Regions from separate parts of the Mus musculus genome. Here regions 1 and 3 are each linked to region 2. A link is a contact called in public promoter capture Hi-C data. All regions are on one chromosome and are shown on one strand. The core of a region is the stretch at or near the end of the contact, and the rest is flanking DNA. Distances in the headings are between cores, read along the strand shown. Region 1 holds the start of A030001D20Rik (RIKEN cDNA A030001D20 gene). Region 2 holds the start of Kcna7 (potassium voltage-gated channel, shaker-related subfamily, member 7). Region 3 holds the start of Slc17a7 (solute carrier family 17 (sodium-dependent inorganic phosphate cotransporter), member 7).

Region 1 (4,002 bases), core at 249-2,748, 230 kb before region 2:
AACTGCATGCTGTTAGGGACTAGAATCGAAGATTCTAGGACAGACGGGAATCAAAGAATATGACAAGTGTCTGGGAAACATAGGGGTCCCTGAAACAGAATGGGTTGAGTGTCATGCACGGGGCTCTGTGGGAAAGATATTGGGACCAGAAGGGGGAACCAGAACGGAGAATGAAGGGTAAAATGAAAAAAAAAAATCCCCATATCTACCCCAGGGGCTTCTCACCAGGTAGGCTCCTCTCAGCTACTCAGCTGTGCCTTGAAGCGGGTGGAGTCTCCCGGATTAGGCTGGAGACCTTAGGCTCCACCCCACAAGCCTTGGGCCGCCCTCGACTCCCCTTTCTAGGGCGAGTGGGAGTCAAGAGAGCGAGCCTTGGATCAGAAGCCCTGCAAGGACCCAGAAAAGGGGCGGGACACACACGCCGTGAGGACCGGCCTGGCTCACTTCGAGGGTTCCCTTACTATCTCCTCCCCCGAGTCCCGAGCTGTGGGTTGGGTGGAGCGGTCACTGGCGACAGACAGGAGCAGGTGCAGAGAGAGGGACCCGGGTGAGCAACAGCGGCAGGTGGTCGTGTTCAGACCCTGCCGGCAGGTGCCACCTGTTGGTTCTTTTTTTCCTGACACAGCAGTAGGAGTCAAGTTCAGAGGAGGGGAAAGTTCAAACATGAGGCCCAGACTCCTAGTTCTAAAAAGGAAGGGGGCAGAAGTCAGGACTCTGGGTCTGAGGGTGGTGGACGGAGTCTTAGGCCTCTGGTATGGGAGAGGAGAGCTGAGGTTTGCATTCTTGGATCTGATGGAATAGGACTAGTACCCGAGAGGTGCTGGGTGTTGGAAGTCAGCGGTGTGCACAGTAGGCAGACAGCATCGGAAGGACTGGGGGGAGAAAGCTAAAGTTTGGACTTTGTAGGTAAGAGGGAGATGGTGATGACCTGTTCTCACTGGTAGTACATGGGGTCTGATATTCAGAAGAACATGGTCCAGGCTGTGTTCCGAGTTGTGTGACAGTGCTCAGTACTACAGGGTCACATTTCGTGCTAGAGGGCAAGCTGAGGCCATGGCTAGAAATATCTCCCCAAACTCGGCAGACGCCCAACGTTCCAAGCACAGTCCCTGGCACCTTAAAAAAAAATCTTTGCTAAGGCCCCCAAATCTTGACAAGTGAGGTCAATACCACAGATATTTTTATTACTTCTTGGCATTCACATCCCAAGCCCATCTTCCCACTGTCCCATCGTCTACCAACCCAACAACTCAAACTCTCAGCCGTCTACGCAGGGAAAACTACAACTCCCAAAATGCTCTACGCCCAGGCGGGCTCCCTTTTAAGAAGCGATGCAGTTTCAAGCTGCGCGCGTTCCTTTCTCATTGGTTTTCAAGGTGTCGAAGCCACCGGGGGTCCATGGCGATGATTGGCTGGCAGCTCCTGCTGTTCAAGATCCCAGAGGAGGCGACGGAGCCTGCGCAGTTCTCTATGCAATGCGTCATCTGTCACAGGGCCGGTGAGGCGCAGGCGTGAGCTGCCCAGGGGCAGGATGAGCGGAGGGTGCGAGGAAAAACTTTCAAAGATATCCCCTGTGAGTACGAGGAAAACCGAATTAAAAACTCAGCATGAGTGTGAGGTGGTCTATCTCCTTAAGTAAGAAACGATGAGACTGGGTTCCCTGTGTTTCAAAGGATGACGGGAATTTTAGCTAAAACGTGTGTGTGGGGAGGGGGGAGGAGGTGACACATAATCCCGGCACTCTGGAGGCAGAGGCAGGTGGATCTCTTTGAGTTCGAGGCCAGCCTGATCTACAGAGTTACAAGACAGCCAGGGCTACAGAGAGAAATCCTATCTTGAAAAGCCAAGAAAACTAGGGAAAAAAGGCCCATTACCAGGAAAATAGGGTCCCAGGTACCCTGGAACCTTGAGGATGGGCTGGGGAACCTTGGGAGATTTCTGAGGATTGAGAAACCTATCCCTCTGTTAGTTGGGTTAGGGCAAGAGATGTGGAGAGACGAGGCTAAGAGATTAAGTCTAAGTAAAAAAAACAATGAAATGTTTGAACTCTTCTTAACTTACTGAAGGGGACCGCAAAGTAAGCAAGCCCTGCTACTGTTATAATTGCAGCCAGTCTTTAAGCCCTTCAGAGAGGGCATCTGAACCCTGGGAACTGAAAGTGGGAAGGGCTGGGAACAGGGACTCTTAGGTCTCAAATAAAGAAGACATCTCAATGTTCGTTAGCCCGGATCTGCACACCTGTGTCCACAGCATCCCGCTCTGCAGGTGGTGGGTCCCAGGCTGGTGGGGGACCACGGCCAGGACCCAACTGGTAGTGGCTGAGGAGATGGTGGAGCTGAGCTGGAGTCAGGGTGGGGTAGTCAGTCCGTAAGCTGCTCCATGAAGCCTAGGGGAAGTCCCCAAGTTAGACGTCTGTGGTCACAGCTGGGTCCCATAGGGCAGGCCAGCCATCCCAGTTTCTTAGGAGGTTGAGGCAAGAGGATTCAAAGTACAAGGCCAGGTTGGGAAACATGGTGAAACTCTTATCTCAAAATTAAAAAGTAAAAAGGGGTCTTGGAGATGCAGGTCAGCGGCAGTGTTTGCCTGGCATATGCAACTCTCTGGGTTCAATCCCCAGTACTGTAATAAGATAGAAATCAGTGAAGTGAAGGGCCTGGGGTGAAGGCTTAGCAGTTAAGAACAATTGCTGCTCTTGCAGAGGACCCAGCTGAGAACTAGTTTGCTTCCCAGCACCTACGTGGCCTGTAAGTCCCATTTCAGAAGAGCTGCCCTCCACTTCTGGCACGTCATGGTCATGGTGCACATATATACACGTGCAGACAAAAGTAGAGGCCTAGTGTGCTCGTGACCACCTTTAGTCCCAGCAACTCAGAAGACAGGGGTAGGTGACTCATTTGTGAGCTCAAGGCCAGACTAGTGAATTCCAGGTCAACCAGAGCTACACAGCAAGACCAAACAAACAAACAAACAAATGTGAGCTACCTGATTCAGTTTTCTCATCTGAAGAAAACTATTGATAATCTACTTTGAATGGGGGGTGTTTGTTGACATTATCATCACCGTTCCCATCATGCAACCAACGAATGATAACCAGCATTTTCCTCTGTCTCAAACCAGAATTCTGACTCAACGCATCTAAGAAATGGAGCATAGAAAACTCTTTCTAGCAAGTTCGGAGTCAGAAGCATTCAGCATCCATGTTCAGTCACTCTTGACACCGACTTCTGCGGCTGCCAGTGGCCCGTCATGGTGTCTAAGTCATCTCACGGGCTGGAGATGACTCGGGGTCACAGAGAGGCTGAGTACACAGAGCCGGGATAGAGATTCAAAAGTCAAAGTCATACAAAGCCGACCAAGAGTCACCTTGAGCAGGGAGGTGCGGGGCACACATAGCAGGTTCACAGCAATGGAAAGTTTCCGGAAGAACTCAGTGGCAATGTCACCCAGCCCGGCCCCCTGAAGCCAATCCAACACAAGATCCAAGTTGGTTCTGATTTGGACGGCTCGAGACCATTGATAGAAAGGTCGGCCTTGACCTGTGTAGGAAGAAATGAGAGGCGTTGAATGAAGCTACTTCCCAGGCAAAGCCACCCAACGCTGAAGCCTGAAGCCTGGCTTATGTCTGCCTGGATTAGGTCTGGATAGCTCCTGGCTCCTCCCAACACAACCCTCACCTCGTTCCATCAGTGAGTTGAGAAGGGATGCATTGGAGAAGAAGAACAAATAGCCAAAAGTCTGGGACACGAGGTCGGGATGCAGCTCACACTGACTGGTCAGTTCTAGAGCTGCCTGGAACACACCCAGAGTAGGCCTGAGCCCAGGCGGCATGGCCTCCAGCTCTGCGCCAGGCCCTGGCAGCTCTGCTCCAGCTGTGAAAGGGTTACTGTCCAGGAGAGCTGGCAGTGTTGAATAAAGAGTCTGGGGGAGGAAACAGGCAACAACCAGAGAGTGACAATCAATAAAGACAATGGGGAATTCCATCAAGGGCTTCTGGGAAATGTA
Region 2 (4,248 bases), core at 827-3,326:
AGCCCAGACAGCAGATAATGGTTCCGAATGGTTAAATGTTTGCTGTAGGGTCCTCAGCTCCATGCCCTGGCCTGACTCTGTGCAAATTCCTGTTGCTACCTCTGCTCTCAGTCCTAAACCTCAGCCTACTGTGTTCCAGTTTCCTGGCGGTCAGCCCTGCCTGACCATCCGTCTTTCCTATTTCTCTGCCAGGTGCACGGACACTGCAGTCTGTCTGTGTCTTTGGCCTCACATGTTCATTTTGCATGGCTAGGGATGAACTCCAGGGTCTTGCATATGCGTGGCAAGTTGCTCTCTATTGTTCCATGCCCCAAGCCCCACACTGAGGGATTTTAGGCAGGAGCTCTGTCACTGAGCCACACCCCTCCCTGGGGGATTCATCATCTTCTTTCTTAAAATTATTTATTTTATGTGGACGAATGGTTTGCCTGCATATATATCTGTGCACGTGTATGTGCCTTGGTGTTCAGAAAAGGGCATCGGATTCCCTGGAACTGGAGTTAGATACAGATGGTTGGGAGCCGTCATGTGGGTGCCGGGAATTGAACCTAGGTCCTCTGGGAGAGCAGTCTCTTTATCGCTTAGCCATCTCTCCAGGTCCCTCAATGTAGGGTGGTAGGGGAGTTCTACCACTGCGCCACATAACCCCCAAGTCACTTTGTGCAGTGCAATGCAGATGGTCTACCACTGAGCCCGGCACCAGTCCCTCACCAGGAAACTCTGGGCAGGTTGTCTACCTCTGAGGGAGATCCTCACTCACTGTCTGTTTCCAGGCAGACTCTCTCATACAGTAACCCACACTGGCTTTCAACCCGTGGCAATCGTTCTGTCTCCTTGCTAGGATTCTCGTATGAAGAACCATACCCAGCTTACATCTTTGTTTTTTTTTTTTTTTTGTTTTGTTTTTGTTTTTGTTTTTGTTTTTAAAGGGCTTCCATCCTCCTGCCCCTTGCCACACCTTCTGACTGGCCAGGTCTTCCCAGGCCCCGCCCTGGACCTCCCCAAATCCCCGCCCCTCACCGGGCCAGTAGCAGCGGCTACGGGCGCGAGCCCCGGGTCATCGCGGTCGTCGCGGAAGTCTGGCAGTGTCTCGAGGCAAAAGACCACGATGGAGACCAGGATGACGAGTACGGAGACCACGGCGAGCACGCGCGCAGCCTGCGAGCTCTCAGGAAATTCGAAGAGCAGCCAGAGCTGACGCGCAAAGGCGCGGCGGGGCAGCGGCCGCTCGGGCGGCACCGCGCAGCCCTCGTCCTCCCGCAGCCGCGCCAGCGCCGCCGCGCCCAGCCCGTAGAAGGACACCTCCTCCAGGAAGACGTCGAGGGGCACGTGCGCCGGCCGTCTCAGCCGGCCGCCCGACTGGTAGTAGTAGAGCACCGCATCGAAGCTGGGCCGGTGTCGGTCGAAGAAATACTCGCGGCGCGCGCCGTCGTAGAAGCGGCTGCGGCGCACCGGGTCCCCCAGCAGCGTGTCCGGGAAGCGGCCGAGCGTGCGCGCGCGGGTCTCGAAGCGCAACCCGGCCACGTTGAGCACCAGCCGCTCGCAGCAGCCGCAGGGCGGCGGGCACCGTGGCTCCATGGCGCGCACAGCCCGGGCGACCGGTGAACGGACGTGTGGCCCCGACGCCGCAGCCACCCCAGTCGGGTGTCCGGTGTCGGCGGGTAAAAATAGCATGGAAAGTCCGGCCAGGGCGCGGGGGAGGGGGCGGTGTTACCCCCGCGGGGCTAGGGGCGCCCTCTGCCGTTCCCACACCTGTGGAAACACTGCCACCCGGCGCTTTTCCGTGGATCTCTTGAGCTTTCCCTTGTAGTCATCTATTTTATTTGTTTGGCTTTTGGATTCATGACCCGAGGTCTTATGTAGCTGAACTGACCTTGAATTTATGATCCTCCTGCCTCCACCTCCCAAATGCTGGGATTGCAGGCGTATGGCATCATGGCTATTTATTTGTTTGTTTGTTATTTAGACAGTCTCCTCAGCCTGTCATTTAAGCTGACCGCGAACTTGTGGCAATCCTCTGCCTCATCCTTCGGATTGCCCGGGTGACAGTCATGAGCCACCCGAGACTATCTGCAGCATCAGTTTCCCTTTTCCATTTCCAGTCTTTCTGTCTCTTGTCCATCCTCCTGGAGGGTGGGGGGTGTATCCCCTTAACCAGTTGTCCACATCTTGCTCTCTGCTGGGAGCCTCTGTATCTCTCTGCCTTTTATTATTTTTTTCCAGACACTGGGTTTGGGTATGTATGTCAGACTGGCTCAGTATTGCAGTACTCTTGCTTCTGCCTCCCGATTGCTGGGATGACAGATGTGTACCACCACATCTGGATTTGTTGCTGGCTTTCTTTCTCTCCTAGTACCTTTCAATGAATGAACATCGTTTTGTGTGTCTGGCCTCACGTGTTTATTCCTTTGTGTCTCTAATTACCATGCCTAAGGAGCTCCGCAGCGGCCCTGGTGCTTGAGGAGTTCTTGGAGCCTCTTTTGCAACTGTAAACTGTTGCCCATGTGCGCCGGATCCTTGGCCACTGAGAGTCCCGGAGTTTGAATTTAGACTTTATGTAGGTGTTTTGAGATTAATAAAACCTGGGCTGAAGCCAAGAATGGCGCCAAAGGAGGCGGGACTTGCCTGGAAGGGTCTAGAGTCGGCCTGGAAGATGCGTAGGGTCACTGTCGGGAGCCGAAGGACAGACAGAAGATGGCCTTCCAGCCACCGGTGTCTAATGACACTAAGTAAAAAATAGTCCCTTCTTATGGGGTAGGGTGTTATAGTCACTTTCGGGGAAAGGGATCTCGCGCGCCCTCTGCCGGCCGGATGGAGACCTGCACCAAGAGGTCTCCCAGCTAAACCTGGCCTTTCCCTTCCCAGCTTTCTTTTGGGGACTTCTGAGATCCTCCTGCCTCTGCCCTCCCCCCGCCCCCCATCGCCCTAAGTAAGTTGTGAGAACATGGGTAGTGTCACACGCCTTTAATCCCAATACTCTGGAAGCAGAGGCAAGCCAACCTGTGGATTTGAGGCCAGCCTGGTCTGCCCATAAATTTCCAGGCCAGTCAGGGCTACATGGTGGGATCTTGTCGTTTTGTTGTTTTTTATTTTTTCGACAAAGAGTTTCTCTGTGTAGGCCAGTCTGGTGAGATCGTGTCTTTAAAAAGTCTGGTCATGGGCTGGTGAGATGGCTCAGTGGGTAAGAGCACCCGACTGCTCTTCCGAAGGTCCGGAGTTCAAATCCCAGCAACCACATGGTGGCTCACAACCATCCGTAACAAGATCTGACTCCCTCTTCTGGAGTGTACTTACATATAATACATAAATAAATCTTTTAAAAAAAAAAAGTCTGGTCATGGAGACCCAGACAGGATGATCCCTGGATTTAATGGCCAGCCAGTCTTCAAATAATAACGTGGAAGGTGATAGAAAGACGTTCAGTGACTACCTGACTAGAGGAGTGCCCTATTGTCCAGATACTTCTCCAGACCATTTTCCTTCATTTTTATCTTGAGACAAAGTCTTGCTAAGTTGCCTAGGATGATTTTTTTTCTTTTTTTCTTTTTCTTTCTTTCTTTTTTCTTTCTTTCTTTTTTTTTTTTTTTTTTTTAGACAAGGTTTCTTTGTATAGCCCTGGCTGTCCTGGAGCTCACTTTGTAGACCAGGCTGGCCTCGAACTCAGAAATCTACCTGCCTCTGCCTCTGGAGTGCTGGGATTAAAGGTGTGCACCACCACCGCCTGGCTGATGATTTTTTTTTAAAGATTTTATTTATTTTTTGCATATGAGTACTCTGTAGCTGTCTTCAGACATACCAGAAGAGGGCATCAGATCTTATTACAGATGGTTATGAGCCACTATGTGGTTGCTGGGAATTGAACTCAGGACCTCTGGAAGAGCAGTCAGTGCTCTTAACCTCTGAGCCATCTCTCCAGTCCTGCCTAGGATGATTTTGAATTCACTTTGTAGTCCAGGTGGGCTTTGAACTGGCAATCCTCTGGTTTCAGCCTGAAGAATGGCCGGCCGGGACAATAGGCTGCATCTCCGAGCTTAGCTGTCTCTTTCCCTGTGCCTGTGTGTCTTTTTTTTTTTTTTTTTTAATTAGCATTGGTGGGTGTTTTGCCTACATGCATGTCTGTGTGAGGGTGTCAGATCCCTGGAACTGGAGTTAAGTCTTGTGTGAGTTGCCAGATGGGTACTGGGGATTGAACCCTGGATCCTCTGGAAAAGCCAATGGTTTGGTTTGATTTGCTTTTCCCCAGAGATT
Region 3 (3,641 bases), core at 209-2,708, 240 kb after region 2:
TTGAGAAACTCGTGAAAGGAGGCGAGAAAAAAGGGTGGGGAGGGGCTGGGAATTGGAAAATGAAGAGGTGAAGCTGTCTCAGCTCCCCCCTCCACAGCTCGCCTCCCCCCCACCCCCCGCCGCCACATACACACACTGCACCTTCCTGCCTTCCTCTGTCCACCTCATCCCTCTCATGTTACTAGAGGTTGGGGTTAACTTTGGATCTAGGAGGTGAGGTACAGCAAGCTGGACCATCACTAGCATAATCCTCGGGTGGCCCAGTAAGATGGACTGAGGAACATGTAAAGGTGGACTAGGGCCCTGTGTGGAGGGCACTATGCCCACGAGGCCATCTCCTCCCCGCACTGTGGATAGATATTTTTAGGCCTCTCAAGAGCTGAGTAATTTCTCTGACTTGGAGCCAGAGCTGGGGTTGGGGGTGAGAGGCTGGGAGGTGTCCAGGCTACCTCAAGGGACACTGGGGTCACTAGAATCATGGCCCTTGGTGGGAGCAAATATCGCCCAGTTCTAGCTTATATCCCTTGGGAAGTCCATATTACCCGCAAGATTAATTTGGTTTTGTGGCCTGAAACTCCCTTCATCCCCCTCACCCCCAGAACCTAGGATACCCCAGTTTTTCCCTCTCAGATTAACCCCCCTCAAGGACAAGAACTAACAGCCCCAATCCGCTTTAGCTCCAGATTAAAAGCCTCTAGGGAATGAACCTGAGAAAGAGGAGAGAGGTGGAGAGAGCCAGGGTGGGGAGATAGCGGGTGAACAGTCAGAGATGCTGAGAGAGACAGATCAAAGTGGGGACCAGAGGTCCAGGGAAGAAGAGAGGAAGGGGAATACAAGAGTCAGAGTCAGGACTGATGGACAGCTAGTGGGCGCCCGCATTGGCTCCTAATCAGAGAGAGGGGACAGACACCCAGTGGGAAGAAGAACCCAGAGAGAGGACATATCTAAAGTAAAAGACCGAGAAGACAGGTGGACAGAGATCCAGAGAATAGGGAGGGACACACAATCCCAAAGAAAAGTCGAGCCCGAGGTGCGGGGGACCAGGGGGGAGGGGGAAGCGATGATGAACTAGGCAGAGTGGAAGGACAGCACTGACAGGACGGAATCCTGAACAGATGGGTGGGCCTCCCCACATTGTGCCTGGGTGTCGCCTCTCTTCTCCCTCTGTCAGTTGCTCTCAGATGGAAAGGGGGCATCCTCATCCTTACCCTCCCAGGAACCCCACCAGGCTCACCGGTGCAGCCTCCCCAGGGCGCGCCCCGCCAGCTTCCGAAACTCCTCCTGCCGGAACTCCATGGTGGCTGTGCCCACGCGGGTCCCCTGCCAATCCCCCCGCCCGCGGGCCCGGGCGGCCGCGTCCGGGATCCCGGGGTCCGCCCCGGCCCGGCCCGGCCCCGCAGCTCCGCTCGGGGGGGAACCAGGCTGCGAGTGCCCGCTGCCCGGGGCTGTAGCGGACTCAGCGTCGGGGCGGGGCGGGGCATCCACGCCCACCAAAGGAGGCCCCACCCCTTGTAGGAAGGACCCGCCCTCTCCTTCCAACAGGCTACCTGGAGATGCTAGGCCAGTTTCTCTTGGCTTGGCTTGCAGGCTAGACCCCTCTCTCTTTCAGCTCTTCCATCCTAGAGCCTCCACCTGTCCACCCCAAGGCCACGTCCCTGGGATTGAACTCCGAGTTGCCTCGCTCCCCACTATAATACACTCCCCAGATACTCTGCACGTTCCAAGCTCTTTGAGTCTCTTCCCAGATCTCTTTGCTTCTGAGCTCTATTCCCATCCGACCTTTGGCTTGCTTCCTCTCCTTCACTCTTTTTTTCTTTAAAAAAAAAAATTTTTTTTTTGAGTGCCGCACACCTTTAATTCCAGCATTCAGGAGGCAGGCAAGTGAATCTGTGTGAATTCAAGGCACAGGCATGGGAGGCAGAGGCAGGCAAATTTCTGAGTTCGAGGCCAGCCTAGTCTACAGAGTGAGTTCCAGGACAGCCAGGGATATACAGAGAAACCCTGTCTCGAAAAAAAAAAGTTTATTCTTTTAAAGTTTAATTAGGTATGCATGTTTTGCTAGCATATTATATATCTGTGTACTATTTGTATGCCTACTGGCATTGGAGGAGATGTGACCTGCCATGTGGGTGTTTGGAGCTGAACCCAGGTCCTCTGGAGTGCAGCCTATTAGCGCTGAGCCATCTCTCCGGCCCCCTTTTTCCTTTGTTGGGCATACTGGGGATACAGGCGTGCCGCTGAACTGGACTGGCTCTCTCATTTTTCGGGTTCCACTTTTCCCCTTGAATTCACTTTTTTTTAATCTGCACCCCATCTTTCTCTCCCTGAGTTTCAACTCCCTCTCCTTCCATCCTTTTGAACTCTGCTAGCTATAACCAGGCTCACCACTACTGCCGTTCGTGCCCCATGGTGTCCTTCCTCACTTCCCAAGAGTGTGTCCGGTTGCTTAGACTCTATGATATTCTTTTGAGTCTGGGCCCCATCAACTGAGCTATGTCTCCTCCCTCTGAGTTCTGTCCCTGCTCCCCAAGTATGTTTGGAGTCCTACATACTTGCTGTCTATCTTCTGTCTCTGCCTTCTGTGCCTGGCTCCTCCCCTTGAGTCTGACTCCTTCCTCCATGTGTGTCCCAGCAGTGACTTCCACTCGGGCTCCACGATCTGTCCCCACCCACTAAGTCCTCTTTCCACCCGTAAATTCCACTCCCATCCCTTGGGGGTAACCCCAACTCTAAAATGGCCCTGAAGCACTCCACGCCAATGCTTCTCCCAGTGCATCCCAAGTTCTATGCCTTAGCAGGGTGTTGGTGTTCCCACCGTCTCTCTCCCCGTGTCAGGCTACAAATGCATTTGGGATTAAATTTTCATGACCCGGCCCAGGAGGGGACCAGCGAAGCCGATCGAGTGGCGGGCGGGGATGGTGGGTCTCAGCTCTGTCTCTGATTGACAAGTCCCCGGGGAGGAGGGCAGCAGGCTGAGCCGCGCAGACGCGCCACCTGGTGGCCATGGAGTCCCGGACTGCGTGCGGAGGTGGCGTCCGCGGCTCGCGGCCAGGTGTGAGGGAGGAGCAGATGGTGAGGAGGAGGGTGTGGGAAGGGGGCCCTGCGGCTGCCAAATCCCGGGCCGTCGCCCGCACCATCACCATGGCGACGGAGAAAGGAAGAACGCACCCAATCTTCGAGCTTTTTTAGGACCTAGAAACTAGACCTTAGGTTGCCCAGGGAGGCCCTCAGTCTGGACTACAAGCCCCAGTGGCCTTTGCGCTTGGAAGTTAGGCTCGTTCTCCTCACCACTGCACGTTTCTATTAGCCCGTTCTAGGAGATACAATTTTAGCTAAGAAGCCTTAGAGTCTAAAGCTTCCTGGCGCCCTCACGTGGACAGGGGTCTCCAGTTTGCTTGCTCGCATCCTGGAGCAGGATACACAAGTCTGGCGGTTGTACAGACTTTGTGTGGAACTTATCCTACTGCCTCCGCCTCCAGAGAATGTTATTGCAGGCATACCCACCATGTCTGGCTTCTGAACGGTCATCCTTCTGACTTTACCAACTTTTCTCAGAAGTTGTATGGCAATGTTCTCAACTTTGGATTATTTTTTAATTTTTTATTTTTTTAAGCAGTGTCTTGTCTACATAGTCCTACCTG

Evidence for each region. Promoter capture Hi-C pulls out the DNA fragments that hold promoters and counts their contacts. Capture Hi-C pulls out chosen DNA fragments and counts their contacts.
Region 1: a contact with region 2 is called in a promoter capture Hi-C map of hematopoietic stem and progenitor cells, with 2.8 times the contacts expected there. The contact joins the promoter of A030001D20Rik here to the promoter of Kcna7 in region 2. A contact is called at or near these places in 13 of 39 promoter capture datasets (the 3T3-L1 cell line, cranial neural crest, fetal liver and 8 more), 2 of 484 Hi-C or Micro-C datasets (both in embryonic stem cells), 5 of 115 datasets of contacts at active chromatin or transcription factors (effector CD8 T cells, embryonic stem cells, large pre-B cells and 1 more) and 3 of 9 other capture datasets (adipose tissue, liver and pancreatic islet).
Region 3: a promoter capture Hi-C map of liver shows a contact between it and region 2. The contact joins the promoter of Slc17a7 here to the promoter of Kcna7 in region 2. A contact is called at or near these places in 19 of 39 promoter capture datasets (the 3T3-L1 cell line, 3T3-L1-derived adipocytes, the C10 cell line and 13 more), 3 of 15 datasets of contacts at CTCF or cohesin (embryonic stem cells, large pre-B cells and pro-B cells), 17 of 484 Hi-C or Micro-C datasets (B cells, the G1E-ER4 cell line, Sertoli cells and 9 more), 23 of 115 datasets of contacts at active chromatin or transcription factors (the 230-238 cell line, the NIH/3T3 cell line, the SCID.adh cell line and 16 more) and 4 of 9 other capture datasets (adipose tissue, liver, macrophages and 1 more).

What each region holds. Positions count from the first base shown.
Region 1 is chr7:45,636,254-45,640,255 of GRCm38.p6, reverse strand. It overlaps A030001D20Rik (RIKEN cDNA A030001D20 gene), which reads left to right and starts at 1,498. Exons shown (of 2, transcript NR_152217.1): 1 at 1,498-1,573; 2 at 3,118-4,002. It overlaps Rasip1 (Ras interacting protein 1), which reads right to left. Exons shown (of 12, transcript NM_028544.1): 9 at 3,675-3,918; 10 at 3,364-3,536; 11 at 2,239-2,386; 12 at 1,164-1,571. The coding sequence ends at 1,372. Mamstr (MEF2 activating motif and SAP domain containing transcriptional regulator) reads right to left here and starts at 279. Exons shown (of 10, transcript NM_172418.2): 1 at 226-279.
Region 2 is chr7:45,403,788-45,408,035 of GRCm38.p6, reverse strand. It overlaps Kcna7 (potassium voltage-gated channel, shaker-related subfamily, member 7), which reads right to left and starts at 2,076. Exons shown (of 2, transcript NM_010596.2): 1 at 1,021-2,076. The coding sequence starts at 1,674.
Region 3 is chr7:45,161,738-45,165,378 of GRCm38.p6, reverse strand. It overlaps Slc17a7 (solute carrier family 17 (sodium-dependent inorganic phosphate cotransporter), member 7), which reads right to left and starts at 1,458. Exons shown (of 12, transcript NM_182993.2): 1 at 1,235-1,458. The coding sequence starts at 1,296.